2 separate regions of the Mus musculus genome follow, and region 1 is linked to region 2. Evidence: chromatin contacts called from public HiChIP or PLAC-seq data. All regions are on one chromosome and are shown on one strand. The core of a region is the stretch at or near the end of the contact, and the rest is flanking DNA. Distances in the headings are between cores, read along the strand shown. Region 1 holds the start of B430306N03Rik (RIKEN cDNA B430306N03 gene). Region 2 has its middle 17 kb from the start of A730006G06Rik.

Region 1 (3,458 bases), core at 554-3,053, 210 kb after region 2:
AGATCTAGCAGAGCCAGAAGCAATGTAGACTTAGGTTTGGGAGGGGCATAACCAGCTAGGGTACCAGACAGGCCAGCGATGCTGCCTGCCTCGCAACAGTCTCATGAGCTAAAGGCTGTAGGGACTGACCACCCCTCACAGGGCTGGTTGTCTTACATGCAAGGAGCAGGTGAAATAACCCTGCGGCCACAGTTGTGCACTCTCCCATAGAGTTTACACAGTGGCTGCAGAAGGCTTGCCTTGCTCTGTTCACTGGGAAGGATGCTGCAGGTCTGCCCTCAGCATCCTCGGACTTCCTGCTTCATGTTGGGAGTGGTGAGGAGTCACCTAGCTAGCCCTTCAGCTGCAGAATGTCAACCTGCCAAGGCCCAACTCACCCCTAGACACCTTGTCTTGCCACTGGCTGATTGATTCTGGTATCTAAAGGCTTGGCATCCCTTTGCCAACTTGATTAAAGACTTTCCCACTTCTCAGGCCTCCTCCCAGGGTGACCTGCACTTCCCCAGTGCCTGCACAACGCTCATTCCTCTGTCCCGTTCTTCCGCAGAGCCTTTCACAAGTCCTGTGCCCATCGGCTTCAGCCCTTGCTCCCTGGCATCCTACCTGAAACCCTGCATTTCCATTTAAAGGTTCCCCACTATTACAGGTTTTTACATTTTATTTTTATTTATTTGTTTATTTGAGACAGGGCCTCTGTTGTGCTCACCTTGTCCGGCAAGGAAAAACACAACACGGTCGGATTCCTCTCAACAGCTTTATTGCAGGAACGCCTCAATGCTAAGGGAACCCCGGGAACCCAGGGAGGACTGCTTATATACACCCCAGCACTGGGGAGGGCTATGTGTCCTCCTGGGATTGGTCAGTCTGCCGGCACTTTAATTTGCATGCACCCGCTTGGGAGGGGTTGGCGCCAGATTCGGGCTAGCGCCTGCGCAGTAGTGTTGTTTATGGTGAGGGTGTACCGGAGACCGGCGCCATCTTTTAGGGTTAGGCCGGCTGCCTACAGGCCTCATGTAGCCCTGATTGAACTTGCTACGTAGCCAAGGATAAACATGACCTCTCCATCCTCCTGCCTCTGCCTCCTAAGTTCTAGGATGATAGTCAGGCACCATCATGCCTGGTTTTCTCCTTACTTATCTGATAACTGGGAACAGCCTGTAGCTATTGATATTTCATAGTGCATGCACTGACATGCATATTTATTTACTTTAAGTTTTTTTTTTTCTGTGTGGAATCGAGCACACTGCTGTTGGGAATTGAGTCTCACATTTTAGCCTGTGGGTCATGGTTCTCAGTCTGGGTAGCACGTGTCCTTACCTGCTGAAGCATCTCACTGTCCTGTGACAACTATTTTTAAAATGTTTAATGAATACATCAAATTCTTAGCAGTGAATGTGGCATGTTGGGAAACTGGGTGTGTGGGGTAACATAGGGCCTGGGGCTCCCCTTTCCCTTCCCCCATTCTGAAGTCTTCCTTCATGCCCAGCTTTCCCATCCCCCACCCTGACCAGGCTCCTGCCCACTCCCTTGCTCCTCCATTCCTGAGAATAAATGCCCATCTCCTTTCCTCTCATGGCCTCTGCTCCACATGTGACAGGTGGGCTGGTAGGAGGGTCTAACCTGAGGGCAAGCAGGGCTTAGAGTTCTAGCCAGGTCTCCAAAGGGCCTCTGACTCTGTCACCTGCCTTCTGTGGGTGCATCTTGGGTGGAGAACAGAGACTTTAAGCTAAAGAGGAAGTGGCGGAACTGGCCGGGGAGGAGAAATGAGAATTCTCTTACTTCACTTTCCTCCTGGGTGTTCTCAGCTCTCCTCAGGCCTGGCCTTGTGAGGCAGGAGATCAGAGTCTCTGAGAGCTTTCATCTAGTTCAGAGCAGGGCTGTAGCTGGAGGATCCACAGGACTGCACAGGCCTTGCCCAGCTTCTCTCTCATCCACAGAGGTCTCTGCCTTCCTTAGCAGCTCCTGCAGAACTGGCTGTGGTGGCTCCTGAATCCTGCCCAGGGTTGCTCTTCTCTCTTCAGAGCGCCCCTCCTTTCTTGCTCAACATCACAGCTCAGGAGGACTCAGTGATGGCCTGGGAGCCCACATACCTGCTCTCCCCAGTGCTGCTGCTGCTCCTGGCCTCAGGTGAGGACAGGGACAAGGACAGAGGGAAAAAACCAGGTTGAAGAGAGGGCAGGGGACAGGAGGTGTGCACAATGGGGCTCTGTGCTTGTGAGGGCAGAGTACATGGGGGGCTGTGGCCAGCCGCTGCCTGCAACAAGTTCTGAGCATAGACACACAGAGGGTCTCTCTCTCCCTGAGAAGGGAACCCATCTCCTCCTGCTGCTGCAGAGGATGGGGGCTCTCTGACATGAAACATTTATTCCCAGGCTCCTGGACACAGAAACCAGAGTTACTTCGAGCACAGGAGGGTGAGACTGTTTCTTTGACATGCTGGTATGATTCGCTCTACCACTCCGATGAGAAGATCTGGTGTAAGCAAATAGACAACTTGTGTTACCTCTTCGTCAGCAAAAGTGCCGAGAAGCCAAGATTCCTCATCCAGCAGTCTTCTCGCTTCAACTTCTTCACTGTCACCATGACTAAGCTCAAGATGAGTGACTCGGGCATCTATCACTGTGGGATCGCTGTAAATACCAGGATAATTTATCTCAGAAGTATTCACCTGGTGGTGTCAAAAGGTGAGCTTCCCCTTCCATGTGGCTCTCGGCCTTCCTGAGTTGCAAGGCTCCAGAGTTGGAGAGGACTCAAGAAACAGCTTCCTCTAGTAGAGACGTTCTCAACCTGTGGGTCAAGAGCCCTACAGGGGTCTCATATCAGATATTTACATTATGATTCATAATAGTTACAAAATTACAGTTACAGAGTAGCAACAAAATACTTTTGTGATTAGGGGTCACCTCAGCATGAGGAACTGTCTTAGTGTCACAGCATTAGGAAGACTGAAAAATCACTGCTCTAGTTGCTGAAAACTGGCGTAGAGAAGAATGGCCCCTCCCCTAAGGCCACCAGCCGCTTAAAGCCAGTGGCCAGCTGAACCCCAAGCTTGCTGGCCTCTGGCTGGTTCTTACTGGTTTCTCTGAACACTTTTGCCTCGTTGCTGCTAACAGAAATCTATTTCTTTGGCTGGATCTCAGAGTTCCCCCATGCATTCACAGCCTTCCATTCCTGAACACCCGTTGCCTGTAATCCCATCAGAAACCCTCTCTCCAGGGGCGGTGGAGAGATCTCATAGCCAGTGGGCAGGGCACTGAGAGATGTGGACTCAGAGGAGACAGGTAGAAAGTGAGGCCGACTTGAGGCTTCGTCGGGGAGGCTGGCAGATGTGAGTTCTCTTCGGGGCTCTGCCCTTGACAAGCGAGAGCTCTTGAGCTCTCAGACAGTGGTCCAGAGTACTGCTGCTGATCTTGAGTCTTCCGTGTATTTCATGCTGAAGACTGCAGTGGCTTGGGACT
Region 2 (3,263 bases), core at 413-2,912:
TCGTAAGTAATCTTACCTTAAATATACCTTCTATGGTATCTTTTGACATATGTATGAATTGATTTTCAGGGGACAGAGATGACGAAACAGGTAAAGGGCTTTGCTGTGTAAACACGAAAACCCCAGTCCAATCCCTAGCATCCACATAAATAGCCGGGCATGGCTAAGTATGCTTACACTCCTGATCTAAGGAGTTGGAGGCAGGGGCTCTCTAGGACAAGCTGCATAGTTAGGCAGAGGAATTGGTGAAGACTAGGTTTAATCAAGAGGCCCTTCCTCACCCCTTGGAGCTCAACAGAGCTGTGGAGCCAGATACAAGTCTGTGGTTCCCGCGGGAGGCATGCACTCCTGCTGTATGTTTGGGGCTGGTTACTCTCTGGTTGTGGGGACATGCCCATCTTCCCGTGTGTCTAGAACCCTGACCATAGCAACGTATTCTTCTCCTTAGGCTCATCTGTATCTCCTCAGTCCTCAGGTTAGGGGGCTGCAGGGCTGCGGCCCACAGCAGAATAACCTGTTGGGCCTTTGCTACATAGCCCCTCTCTTCTGCTCTGTGCTCCTCTGTCCTGCCTGTTTTTCTCTTCAGCCTGCATCTGTTCTCAGTGCCTACACAGGGCAGATAAAGCAATAGGAGAGATGTCTTCCCACCAGGCAGCCCCTCTCCTTGAGTGAGGGGCTAAGGAAGTGATGTCATCCTTGGGAGTTGGGCCTGGCTCCTCAGAGCTCCTGAGCCTATCTGAGGCGGAGGATTTGAAACAGGCTCAAGGCCTTGTTGTAGAAAGTGGGTGGCCTGGGAATGTTCTCTGAAGAAACAGGTAAAGGGGAGGGGAGGTTAGGAGGCCTTTCCCTCCAACTTCGTCGAGTACCCTTGGGCCCCGAGGTGTCTCAGTTCTGACTCTCCTCAGAAGCCTCAGGAAACATCTAGGTTTTCTGTCATCTCTTTGCCTAGATTCTTCTCTCAGTCCCCAGGCAAGTTTGTGGAAATGAACTGTGGTCCACTCAATTTCCCCCTGCCCTTTCCTGGGCCCTGGTTTTGTCCATCTGCCCTAGAAGGACAGACAGGCTGACAGGAGGACAGGTATATGTACACTGTGACAAATTCCTTAGCACTCTTTGTAATACCTGACAGGCATGGGACTGGAAAGGAAGGGAGGGGAGGAGAAGGTAGACAGGAGGTGGAAATCTCACTATATCCAAGATCATGTTCATGACCAGGCATGGTTTCTACCCAGGAGTAAAGAACAAAGATGGGGCTGGGGTGGGGGCCTGGGATGGAAGTAATGGCGTTGGCTCAGTGGAGCAGCCTTACCCAGGAAGCCTGGCTGGACCACTAGCTTTCTCAGTCCCCCTTGCCAATGCATCAGAGTTACTTGCTGAAAAAGCAAAAAAAAAAAAAAAAAAAAAAAAAAAGGCGAGAGAATTAGACCCATCTTTCCCTTATTAATGTTCATGCATAATTTGCCAAAAGAAGAGATTGAAAACGCCCTAGGAAGTTCTGTGGGAGAATGTTTACCACTTCAGAGGTCTGCTGAGCAATGGTAAGTTCAGGGCAGCGTGAGCCATGGCTACATCAGTAGGCTTTGGAAGGGAGACATTAGCTGTGCAGGAGCCCAGAAGCTCCTCAGCTGTGCTGTTCCTCAGGCCAACCCAGGAGGCAGATGTGGAGCTGGACCGCTCACGTCCAGCGGTTGCTCAGCCTTTTAATCCTAGCACTGGGGAATCAGAGGCAGACAGCCGTCTGTGACTTTGAGGAGTCAGCCTGGTCTACCTAGAGAGTTCTGAGCCATCTAGGGCTACTAGTGGGGATGAGTGGGGGAAGAGAGGGAAAGGGAGAGAGAGAGAGAGAGAGAGAGAGAGAGAGAGAGAGAGAGAGAGAGATGCATGAGGTGGCTGGAGAGGCAGTGTGTTCTTCTGATCTGTAGCTGACTCAATGGGGCCCGTCTCTGTAATACCCACTGGGGCAGGTCGTCTGTCTAATTAGCATAGAGGAGCAGGATGCTTGGGCTTTGTCTCCGGAGCTCAGGGACCAGGTGCACCTCTCACTTCTGTATTTTTAACTTCTTGCATTTTTTTTTAAATGCAGAAGTATTTTAAAATAAACCGCAGCACATATCCTGACATTTTGTCCTTAAATAATTCATTAGACATCTCTAAAGAAAGCACTCCTTGCTGCATAGCAAATAAGTGTGACCAAATTATATGTAATACACACACACACACACACACACACACACACACACACACACATGTGTCTCAAGTCTCCTTCCTCAGCCTGAGCTCACATTTATGCAGCATGAATGCTCAGGGACTATGCACAGGGAACAGAGGCCTGTCCCAGCCACTGAGCCACTGTGTACCTGTACCTGGATGTGGTCCATTTGCGTTGTTGATGTGATAGAGAGGGTGAGGAGACACCACTGTCAAATATACAGGCAGGCTGGAAACTGGGACTTCAGATAGAGGGCGCCCCGGGTGAGGAGATGTGGAGAGGGCGGTCTCTGAACCTGTGCTCTAACAGTCTCCAGGGGCAGCCCCTGGCATCGCTCCTCTCCCCAGAGTGTCATGACTAAAGAGATCATCTGTGCCTCAGAAGAGGCCACGAGAGGTGCAGAGCCTGCCAAGGAATTCCTTTCCACAGGCTCTCATCTGCTCTAAGACCAGCACCTTTCCCAGAATCCCCACAAAGTGTTACCCCTGCTCAGCAAATAGGAATAAAATCTCACTGTGTTAGGGTTATTTGTTTTCCTTTCCTGTCATGTGCATAATAAACTTGTGACATTAAACGTCTTTTCTTGTGCTAACATTTTTTCCTTCCTTCTTGGGGACTGATTCCAGCTCTTTATGAAAGTCAGGCAAGCTGTCTTCTATGGAGCCATGTTTCCAACTGTTACCAGAAACTTCAACAAAAGGGGAGAGGGGCCCAGGAATTGAGGCTACATACACGTTGTAGAGTGTCTCTGAGGTTGGATCACAGAGTTCCAGGAAAAGCACCAATGTGTGAGGTGGCAGGATTAGAGAGGTCATGAGTCCCCATGGGGTTCAAGAGCATGCAGTTAAGGGGATCCAATCAGAGAGGCTGGTGGCGGCTGGGCTGGGCTTAAAGTGGGCGGTCACTCATTCTGACCTTCTGAATGGGGGTGGGGTGGGGCAGGAAGATGACCAAAGAAAGAGTTAAGGAACAGAGAGGCCAGGGGCTGGGGAGGATGGTGTGTGAGTGCACAGAGACCCAGGGTCCTTGAGGATGATGCAAAGGAACAGCAAGA

The links. HiChIP or PLAC-seq counts read pairs in DNA pulled down with a chosen protein or histone mark.
Region 1: an H3K4me3 HiChIP or PLAC-seq map of the 230-238 cell line shows a contact between it and region 2, with 6 times the contacts expected there. The contact joins the promoter of B430306N03Rik here to the enhancer-like site in region 2. A contact is called at or near these places in 3 of 15 datasets of contacts at CTCF or cohesin (the NIH/3T3 cell line, large pre-B cells and pro-B cells), 8 of 484 Hi-C or Micro-C datasets (bone marrow-derived macrophages, differentiating embryonic stem cells, dorsal root ganglion neurons and 4 more), 4 of 115 datasets of contacts at active chromatin or transcription factors (the 230-238 cell line, bone marrow-derived macrophages and pro-B cells) and 3 of 9 other capture datasets (adipose tissue, embryonic stem cells and liver).

Annotation. Positions count from the first base shown.
Region 1 is chr17:48,314,359-48,317,816 of GRCm38.p6, forward strand. B430306N03Rik (RIKEN cDNA B430306N03 gene) reads left to right here and starts at 1,804. Exons shown (of 6, transcript NM_177083.4): 1 at 1,804-2,127; 2 at 2,373-2,684. The coding sequence starts at 2,070.
Region 2 is chr17:48,105,564-48,108,826 of GRCm38.p6, forward strand. It overlaps a transcript of 9830107B12Rik not described here. Among named protein-coding and RNA genes, the nearest start is that of A730006G06Rik, 17 kb to the left of the region's middle. Within about 2 kb of position 1,663, at least 29 of the 459 cell types and tissues checked have an H3K27ac peak or open chromatin away from gene starts, as enhancers often do. A contact at or near this core is called in the 230-238 cell line and pro-B cells, where this site is marked.